Regions from separate parts of the Sus scrofa genome. Here region 1 is linked to region 2. Evidence: chromatin contacts called from public HiChIP or PLAC-seq data. All regions are on one chromosome and are shown on one strand. Each heading gives the region's core, a stretch centred on a gene start, on an enhancer-like site or on the middle of the called end of the contact. The rest is flanking DNA. Distances are from core to core; before and after follow the strand shown. Region 1 holds the start of CHURC1 (protein Churchill). Region 2 holds the start of LOC102158547.

The links. HiChIP or PLAC-seq counts read pairs in DNA pulled down with a chosen protein or histone mark.
Region 1: a contact with region 2 is called in an H3K27ac HiChIP or PLAC-seq map of alveolar macrophages. The contact joins the promoter of CHURC1 here to the promoter of LOC102158547 in region 2. A contact is called at or near these places in 2 of 2 datasets of contacts at active chromatin or transcription factors (alveolar macrophages and skeletal muscle).

What each region holds. Positions count from the first base shown.
Region 1 is chr7:88,982,627-88,986,951 of Sscrofa11.1, forward strand. CHURC1 (protein Churchill) reads left to right here and starts at 2,393. Exons shown (of 4, transcript XM_013978294.2): 1 at 2,393-2,547. The coding sequence starts at 2,428.
Region 2 is chr7:88,763,975-88,768,324 of Sscrofa11.1, forward strand. LOC102158547 reads right to left here and starts at 2,776. Exons shown (of 4, transcript XM_021100073.1): 1 at 2,715-2,776; 2 at 1,010-1,249; 3 at 320-859; 4 at 1. The coding sequence starts at 2,776. It overlaps PLEKHG3 (pleckstrin homology domain-containing family G member 3), which reads left to right and starts at 502. Exons shown (of 19, transcript XM_005666312.3): 1 at 502-750.

The DNA of each region.
Region 1 (4,325 bases), core at 1,143-3,642, 220 kb after region 2:
AGATGACCTTTTTATTCCCCTGCTCTTTTTTTGTTGTTTTTTTTTTGTTTGTTTTTTTTTGGTCTTTTTAGGGCCGCACCCCCGGCATATGGAAGTTTCCAGGCTAGAGGTCGAATCAGAGCTGCAGCTGCCAGCCTACACCACAGCCACAGCCACGTGGGATCTGAGTCTTGTCTGCAACGTACACCACTGCTCACGGCAACTCAGGATCCTTAACCCACTGATCGAGGCCAGAGATCAAACCCACGTCTTCAGAGATACTAGTTGAGTTTGTTACCACTGAGCCACAGTGGGAACTCCTCCCATGACCTTTTTAGTAACAAGACACTATATCACTCTGGGAAGGTAAAAAAATGGTGGTAAATATGTAGATTGTCATGCCTCAGAAAGTGAAATCATTTCACGCCAAAGAACATACTCTTTGAGATCTTTACAGTGTAATTTTTTATTTATTGAATTTATTAATCATACATTTTTTCTATTAGTGATGAGCAGAAAGCTATACATCTCCCTCTTGTGGTTCTTGTTAGTGTCTACCTTTCCATGTCTAGTTTCTTCCAGTTCCCATCAGTCCCAATGAAATGCTGCTAAAATAATCTTACTAAACCACAGCTTTATTATCATTCTCCTGCTCAAACTTTCAGTGGCTCCCTATTACCTACAGAGTAAAATCCAAACTCCTTGCATTGGTCCACCTGAAATTTGTATACTGAAACTCTCTGCTTTTTGAAATCCTAACTATTTTTCAAGGCTCAAATTCCTCTTTTCCAGTCCCCACCTGGAAGTAGTTTCTCCATTTTGTGCTCTTATACCACAATCTAGCAGTAACTATAAGTATTTGTGCTAATTTTCTCTCTCAGACTCTACTGTGACTACCTGGAGAATAGGAAAGGACAATGTCTTTTTCATCTTCCTGTTGGCCTCACAGTTCCTTGCACAGTGAAGGCACCCGACAAACGTCTATAGCATTGAACAGAATAGATATGGTGGTTAGCAAAATTAAGTCAGCACTAGACTTTAAAAACAAACAGCATATTTAAAAATGGATTGAAAGACAACTGCATAAACCAGCCCTGTCCAGTAGAAATATAATGCAAGCTACATGTGAATTTTCAATTTTCTAGTAGCCAGATTAAAATGAAACAGATGACATTAATTTTAATAATACATTTGTATTTAGCCAAACTATTTCAACATGTAATCAATATAAAAATTACTAATGAAGGAGTTCCCGTCATGGCTCAGCAGTAACAAACCCAGCTAGTATTCATGAGGATGTGGGTTCCATCCCTGGCCTCACTCAGTGGGTTAAGGATCTGGCCTGCTGTGGTGTAAGAGGGCAGCTGCTGCTCCAGTTCGCCCTTAGCAGCACAAAAAAAAAAAAAAATTGCTGATGAAATACCTTAAAACGTTTTACATAATAAGTCTTCTAAATCTAGTGTGCAGGATGTACTCACAACACATCTCAGTTCAAATCTGCCACATTAAAAGTGCTTTAGGGAGTTCCCGTTAACAAATCCGACTAGGAACCATGAGGTTGCGGGTTCGGTCCCTGCCCTTGCTCAGTGAGTTAAGGATCCAGCGTTGCATGAGCTGTGGTGTAGGTTGCAGACGCGGCTCGGATCCTGTGTTGCTGTGGCTCTGGCGTAGACCGGCAGTTACAGCTCTGACTCTCGACCCCTAGCCTGGGAACCTCCATATACCATGAGAGTGGCCCAAGAAATGGCAAAAAAAAAAAGTGCTTTATAGCCACATGTGGCTACTGCATTAAAAAGGTGCTGAACCTAGGGTAGGAACTGAGTCCTAGTCCTGGCTGACTACTGAGTAGTTTTGTCATCTTAGGCAAGACGTTTAACCATTTGGTTTCCACTTGTCCTTGGTTTCCTCATCCGAAAAGGAAAGACACATAGACAGAAACACGTTTCCCATCTCTACGTTCTCCAGAAGATTCTAGGATGGTCATTGATTATTAATATTTTGTGTTTTTAGGAGATTCTCTGCAGAGCTTTAAATGCCTCTTGCCAAACACTTCACTTACTGCTTATTCACCTGCCAAGATCTGAACTATCACTCTCACTGCCCCTAAGAAATGGTATGGAAAAGTATCCAAATTACAATTTCAACTTTATAAATGTGAGCCAAGGCAATGAGAAAGAATTCCCTTTCTTGTGTTCTGTGACTTGTCCTCTGTCAGCCTAGACTCAGGAAGGCGTCTATTTGAACTTTGCTCAGTTGAAGAGTCCCTTCTCCTTCCCCCCAGAGGGTCCACGGTCCCATCCTCTTTCTTGGAAGGTTTCTCAAGTCCTACTCCTTGCCTATGATTGTTGTCTTGGAGACCACTCCCTGCCCTGACAACAGTTGCTAAAGGGCGGAGACTTGGAATTGGTTCCCGGGACCAAATACTCCGGGGTCTTGTACTCTGGGCGCATGCGTCAACCTTCTTTGTGCTCTCGCGAGGTTTCCTCTTCCCGGAAGCACTGGAGGACGTTCCCTGTTAACTGCTTCGCGATGTGTGGGGACTGTGTGGAGAAGGAATATCCCAACAGGGTGAGCGAGTGGGCACCTAGAACCTCCTGCGCCCTTGGCCCGTGATCGCCCCTGAGGTTTCTCACTCCTCCGGCCGGTCTTTCCTAAAAAACCAGGGCGCTGGGCGGACTCAGCCGCTCCGCCCCAACCAGTGACCCGGTAGCTGTACTTAGGCACCTGACAGCGGAGACGGCCTGAAACTGTTGGTTCCCGCTGATCCCTTCTTTGGCGACTGATATCAGCCGTCACCCCATTTTTCTTGAGCTCCAGGGGACAAAGAAAATGAAACCCCAACTACAACCAGTCGACAACAGAAGGACACCCCCACCCCTACCCTGGTCTTATTCTCAAGCTTGTTCATTGTTCTTTCTGAATTCTAGCGCCGGAAGAGACCTCTGAGCTCATCCGTTCTAACCCAGTTTTGCAGATGAAACTAATGGCTGGAGAGGAGATTGCATTAGGAAACTAATGCCAGAGTTCACGTTCTAGTTAGTATGAGAAGCAAGAGTAGAATTCAGATTTCTGGAGTGTTACTTTCTTTTAGATCTCTGTTCCTTTGGAGCTCAGGAGGTTGCTAAGCTTGCTTGCTCTCATTCCAGGTGTACTTACTGAACAGTTTATATGTATGTAGCTAGTACCTTGCTAGGCCAGAAAAGGATACCATGTAAGAAATAAAAAGCAGGAGTTCCCGTCGTGGCGCAGTGGTTAATGAATCCGACTAGGAACCATGAGGTTGCAGGTTCGATCCCTGGCCTTGCTCAGCGGGTTAAGGACCCGGCGTTGCCCTGAGCTGTGGTGTAGGTTGCAGACGCGGCTGGCATCCCGCGTTGCTGTGGCTCTGGCGCAGGTGGGTGGCTACAGCTCCGATTAGACCTCTAGCCTGGGAACCTCCATATGCTAGGAAGCGGCCCTAGAAAAGGTAAAAAGACAAAAAGACCAAAAAAAAAAAAAAAAAAAAAAAAAAAAGCAGCTACCGTGTTGCTGGAGAGCTGATATTTTACAGGAGAATGTGATTAACAAAAACTGACAAGTACAGTACATAAATCCTATTTAAGTTTAGAGAAAGGGGAGAGCAGTAAGTGATACCGCTGTTCTCTTAAAAGAAAGGTGGACTTCATTTGAGACTTGAAAGATAGTTGTGACTAGGGTAGAAAAGGAAAGGAGGAGCTGAAGGCTAGGGGGCAGGATAACTAGAATGATTCTCATACTGGTTGGGAGGTAGAAAATTGCTTCTGTCTCTGATATTTTGAGTAGTAATTAGTGTTTGGAAAGGTTGTATACGTAACATAAACACTCATATGGTACAACTTCTTTGAAGAAATTCTAGTATTATAAAAAAAGTTAAAGATATGCATGCAGAATGATTTGGCAGTTTCTATTCTAGACAAATAAAGGCATGTATGTAGTATGATCTTGGAGACTTGTATGAGAATGTTCATAAGAGTGTTATTTGTGGTTGTAGACTGGAAAAATGTGATATAGTCATAGGAGGGAACACCATGAGTGAATGAGTAATGAAAGTAACAGTGAAATAACAAACATACAAAAAAAGAAATTAGATTGGATTTTTAAGAGCAGAGCTACCAAAAGACTTTAAAATTATATTGAGAAGTTTAGATTTTACACTTTAGGCACTGGGCTGCCATCCAAAAAACCTGAATAGGGAAATGATTCTGAAATCTGCTATTTAGGAAAATGAATCTTATGGTTATATGTTGTGATGTTGGGATTAGGGGGAATGCTACAGAGCATTTGGGGAGCCAAATGGCGACAGTAGTGTAGGCATGAGATAATGAAGA
Region 2 (4,350 bases), core at 1,526-4,025:
TCTGTAAATGGTCACGGGGACAGAATTTCGGTGAGGAATTCAAGACGTGCCTTTCTGACTCAAAAAATCGAGATGACCTGCTCCGGTAGGATCAGGAGTCCCAAATCCGATTCCAGCTAATGACTCACTAGGGAGTCCCCTTTCGTGTCCATACAGTGGGGGCTCTTTGGGCCATCGGGAAGTGGTGATATCAGGTCTGTGACACCGGGGTAACCCCCTGCCCCCACGTGCGTCTTTTGTGTCTTAGCGTACCTAGGCTGCCGGGAGGCGGCCAGCGTTTGGCTGGACCCACACCGCCGGGGCCGCGCGCTCGCCTCACCTGCGGGCGTTAATCATTAGCGGTGCGCGAGCCCCACCACCGCCGCCGCAGCCTTTACCCCATGTTCCAGCTCGCAGCACCGCGAAGTTTCCCCCGCCGAGCCGCCAATCGCGGGATTCCAGCCGCGGGCCAGAGTCTCCACCCACTGGAAAAATTCCTGGTCCGCCCTCCGTCCCTCCCGCTGCAGCTCCCTCTCGGCTCGGCCCCGACTTCCTGCCGGGCGCTGGGAAGGCGCGCGCGGGCTGGGGTCCCGGGGGGCCGCGCTCACAGCTGGCCGCGCCCCGGCCGCCAAGGGGCTGGCAGTGGGCGGGAACTGCCCGCAGCCTCGGCCCCTTCCCAGAGCGACTTTCAAACTCGCGCTCGCGTTGCGGCTGCATCTGGGTGGCTTCGCGCGCCTGGCGTTCCGGACCTGGCGAGGCGACCACTGCTCGGTGAGTGTCCCTCGTTGCTCCCCGCGCCCTCTGCCAGTGCAGCCGGCGGGGCGGCAGTTCCTGGAGGGGTGTTGAAGCCCCCACCCTCCAGGGTGCTCGCCCCAGCCCGCTGCGGGGTGAGGACTAGAGATGGCAGTGGGGGGCCCAGGGCCGCATGGGCTTCTCTCAGGGCGACCCTCCAGGGCTGGAGCTCGGGAGGCTACTGCCAGGAGACATTTTTTGTCCTTTAGCCCCCACCCCGGAAACGAAAGGAGCGTACACGCCGGGTGACTCCAGGAGGCTCAGTTTGAAATCTGGGAAGCCTGCGAGGTTGCGCCCACCCGCGCCCACGGCAGGAGGTTTTAGGAGGGCTGGTCTTTGCCTCGCACTGTGGACCCGGGCAGGGTAAACTCTTTTGGGCAAGGAACCGAGCCTCTGGTCCCGGTAGCTCGAGAGGCGCCAGCAGCCTGTTCCGGGTTGGTGCCACACGGTACTCGCTCTGGGAATCTCAGATCGTATCCTAGAGGGATTAGATTGGGGGCCAGAAAAGGGGCGTCGGGGAGTCGAAAGCACATAGGCGATTGCCCGCCACGGTCTCAACCTCGCCCACTCCCAAAGTGGGTTCGGTTAATTTTCTCCCTCTTCTTAGCCCTTTGGTTTGGAAAGCTAAGAGAAGGGGTGCAAACTTGAAAATTTCAAGACTTTTTAGGGAGCTGCTTTTTACTCTTTGGAGCTGCTTTTGAAAACAAAAGGAAGAACCGAATGGGAACTGTAATAGTGGGGGAGGCTGGAGGGGTGTGGCCTGGGGTGGGGCGATGTTAGTGGCCACTGTTAAGAGCTGCACCCTTGAAGTCACTCACTAAACTGTTGGCAGATGAAAGGGCCGGTCTCCTGTTCTGGGGCTCCCAAGAGACGATCTGGACTGCATCACCCTACAGGGAACCCCGGGCTGGGAGTTCCCAGGGTCTCCTCAGCCCTGCCTCTGTGCGCTGCCCAGCCACACCGGCCTTGCTTAAGAAATAATAAGCAGGGAGAGTAATGACAGCCCCCAGGCCTTCCCACAGAGCATTTTGTCTGCCTCCCTTCAGGAAAGTGCCTTTCCAGCCTCTCCTATGCTGGATTCGGAGTGGAATCCTGAGTGACTTCACCCCAATCATTTCCAGCAGAAAACCTAGAGAATAAGAACCGCAAAGAGGTGTACCCCTTCTCTGTTCACCCTCTTCGCTGTGGTCCTGCTCCTGCTGTTAACACTCCTGCCTCTGCTGCCCCCTTCCCTTCCCAGAAGGCCGGGCAACCCCTTGGCTCCCCAGGTATATTGCTCTGGTGATGAGGCAGGGAGTGGGCATGGGCTGAACTGAGTCAGAGGGAGGGGGTTTGCCTAGGAGCTGCCATGAGCTTTCCTACTGCCTGTTATTAGAAGTGGCATATCTGGGATAGTGGGACAACCCCAGGCCTGGGTAGGAGTCCAGCACAGGATTTTGCCTGAGTTTTAGTCCTGGCTCTACTCTGTGGCATCAGGGATTGATAGAGTCATTTGGGCTGGAAGGCACCTGAGATGAGCCTATGCCCCCTGCCCATGAAGGCAGCAGAGCCCAGAGATGGGAGCCTGGTTCCTCCTGTTGGCCAAATAGGGGCCAAAACTCAGATTTCCTCACTGTCGAATCTGTGCTTTCTCCAACATGACCTGAGCAAGTCACATATCTTCTCTGACTCAGTTTCCACATGAATAGAATTGGGTCCTTGCCTGCTTTTCCTCAGAGGCTCTGGTAAGGATCAAAATGTGTCCTGTACATGGAGAGAGCTGCAAAAACTCCTGTGCAGAATAAAGGGCTCACTGTGGCTGGCAACGGTGGGGCGGGGCTCGAGAGCTTTACAATTTAGTGCATGTGTCCCATATGTGCCAAGGAGAGAGTAGATAACCAGGAGCCAATAGTGGACATTTATACCCTGGCCTCTAGTATTTCAGCTCCAGAGTAAACATTTGCTTTACCAGATCCACAGCTATCCCCGGGTCACTGTGTTTACACTGGAGGTGGCCAAAGGCCATGGCCTGAGAGATGACAAGGGCAGGAGGGGAAGAGGACCTATGTTCCAGATGTATGGCTTGCGCCTTCAGCCCCACTCTCCTCTCAGAACCTTGCGAAAGCTCAGATTCCACGCCTGGGGGTGGGGTGGGGGGGTTGCTGCCAGCCCAGGCTAAGCACTGACTTTGAAGGGTTCTTGGTGAAACCATCTAGCTATTCCCTGTTGTGTGGAGGGGACTCTGGGCGCTGGGCGGACGGGGTTTGTGTGTGTTGCCTTTGCAGCTGCACTGAGGGCTGTCTTCAGCTCCTCACTAGCAGCCACCCCCACCCCCCCATCACAATCCCAGGCTCCCCCTCTGACCCGGCCACTGTGCAGTCCTGTCTCTCTGGCCAGCTGCATGTCCATAGGCCTTTGTTTCAGAGTGGTAAGCCCGCCCTCCCCAGCAGAAGTCCTCAGGCTTGGGCCCTGGCAGCTGGAAATTACTACTAACCAGCAGGAAGGCTTTACTGGAGTCCACAGGGGACCTGGCAGACCTTCATTTCCTCTTGGAGGTCCCATCTGGAGCCCCCACCTTGCCCCTGACCAGGTTCTCTCACCATCTTTTCCCACCTCTCCTTTCTTCCCCTGAATGGATAGATTGTCCTCCTTTGCTTCCTGCACTCACTGCTCTTAGCTGTATTTTAAAGTATTCATTCAACAGGTTTTTTTTGGGGGGGGGGAAGCATCACTGGACGCAGGGGACAGCAGTGAACAAAACATACAACAATCATTGGCCTTGGAGTTTCCGTTGTGGCTCAGTGGTTAACAAATCCGACTAGGAACCATGAGGTTGCACGTTCGATCCCTGGCCTTGCTCGGTAAAGGATCTGGCGTTGCCGTGAGCTGTGGTGTGGGTTGCAGATACGGCTCGGATCCTGAGTTGCTGTGGCTCTGGCATAGGCCAGTGGCTACAGCTCCGATTCGACCCCTAGCCTGGGAACCTCCAAATGCCGCAGGAGTGGCCCTAGAAAAGACAAAAAACAAACAAAAAACAATCATTGGCCTCGTGGATGACTTCTAGTGGGGGAAGCAGACAATAAGCAGAACAGACAATTGAAAGGGAAGGTAAGTTAATGATAATTAGTGAAATCTGATGGGGAAGGTGGATGGAATTGTCATGGGGGTGAGGGGAGAGGGTGTTTCAGATTGGGGTGCCTAGGAGGCATCCTGAGGAAGGGATATTTGGTAATTACTGAAGGAGGAATTTCCTCTCATCTCTGATGTCCTCTTGAAACCCAGTTCAGGCAACTCACTGCAGCACTGAGGAGCAGGGCTTGGAATTGCATATACTGGGATTCAGATCCCGGCTTGACAGCTTGCTAGCTCCTGCGGTGCTAAACTCCTTTGAGCCTGTGTTTCTCACCTGTAAAGTGGAGTTAGTCATCATACCTACCATGTATGGTTTTATGAGACTGAACAGTGAGCTAACATGTGTTAACTTCTTAGGGCTTATAGAGCTATTCAGTAAGTGACAGTCTTTTTTTTTTTTTCCTTCTTCTTTGGCTGTCCCAGAGCATATGGAGTTCCCAGGCCAGGGATCAGATCAGAGCAGCAGTT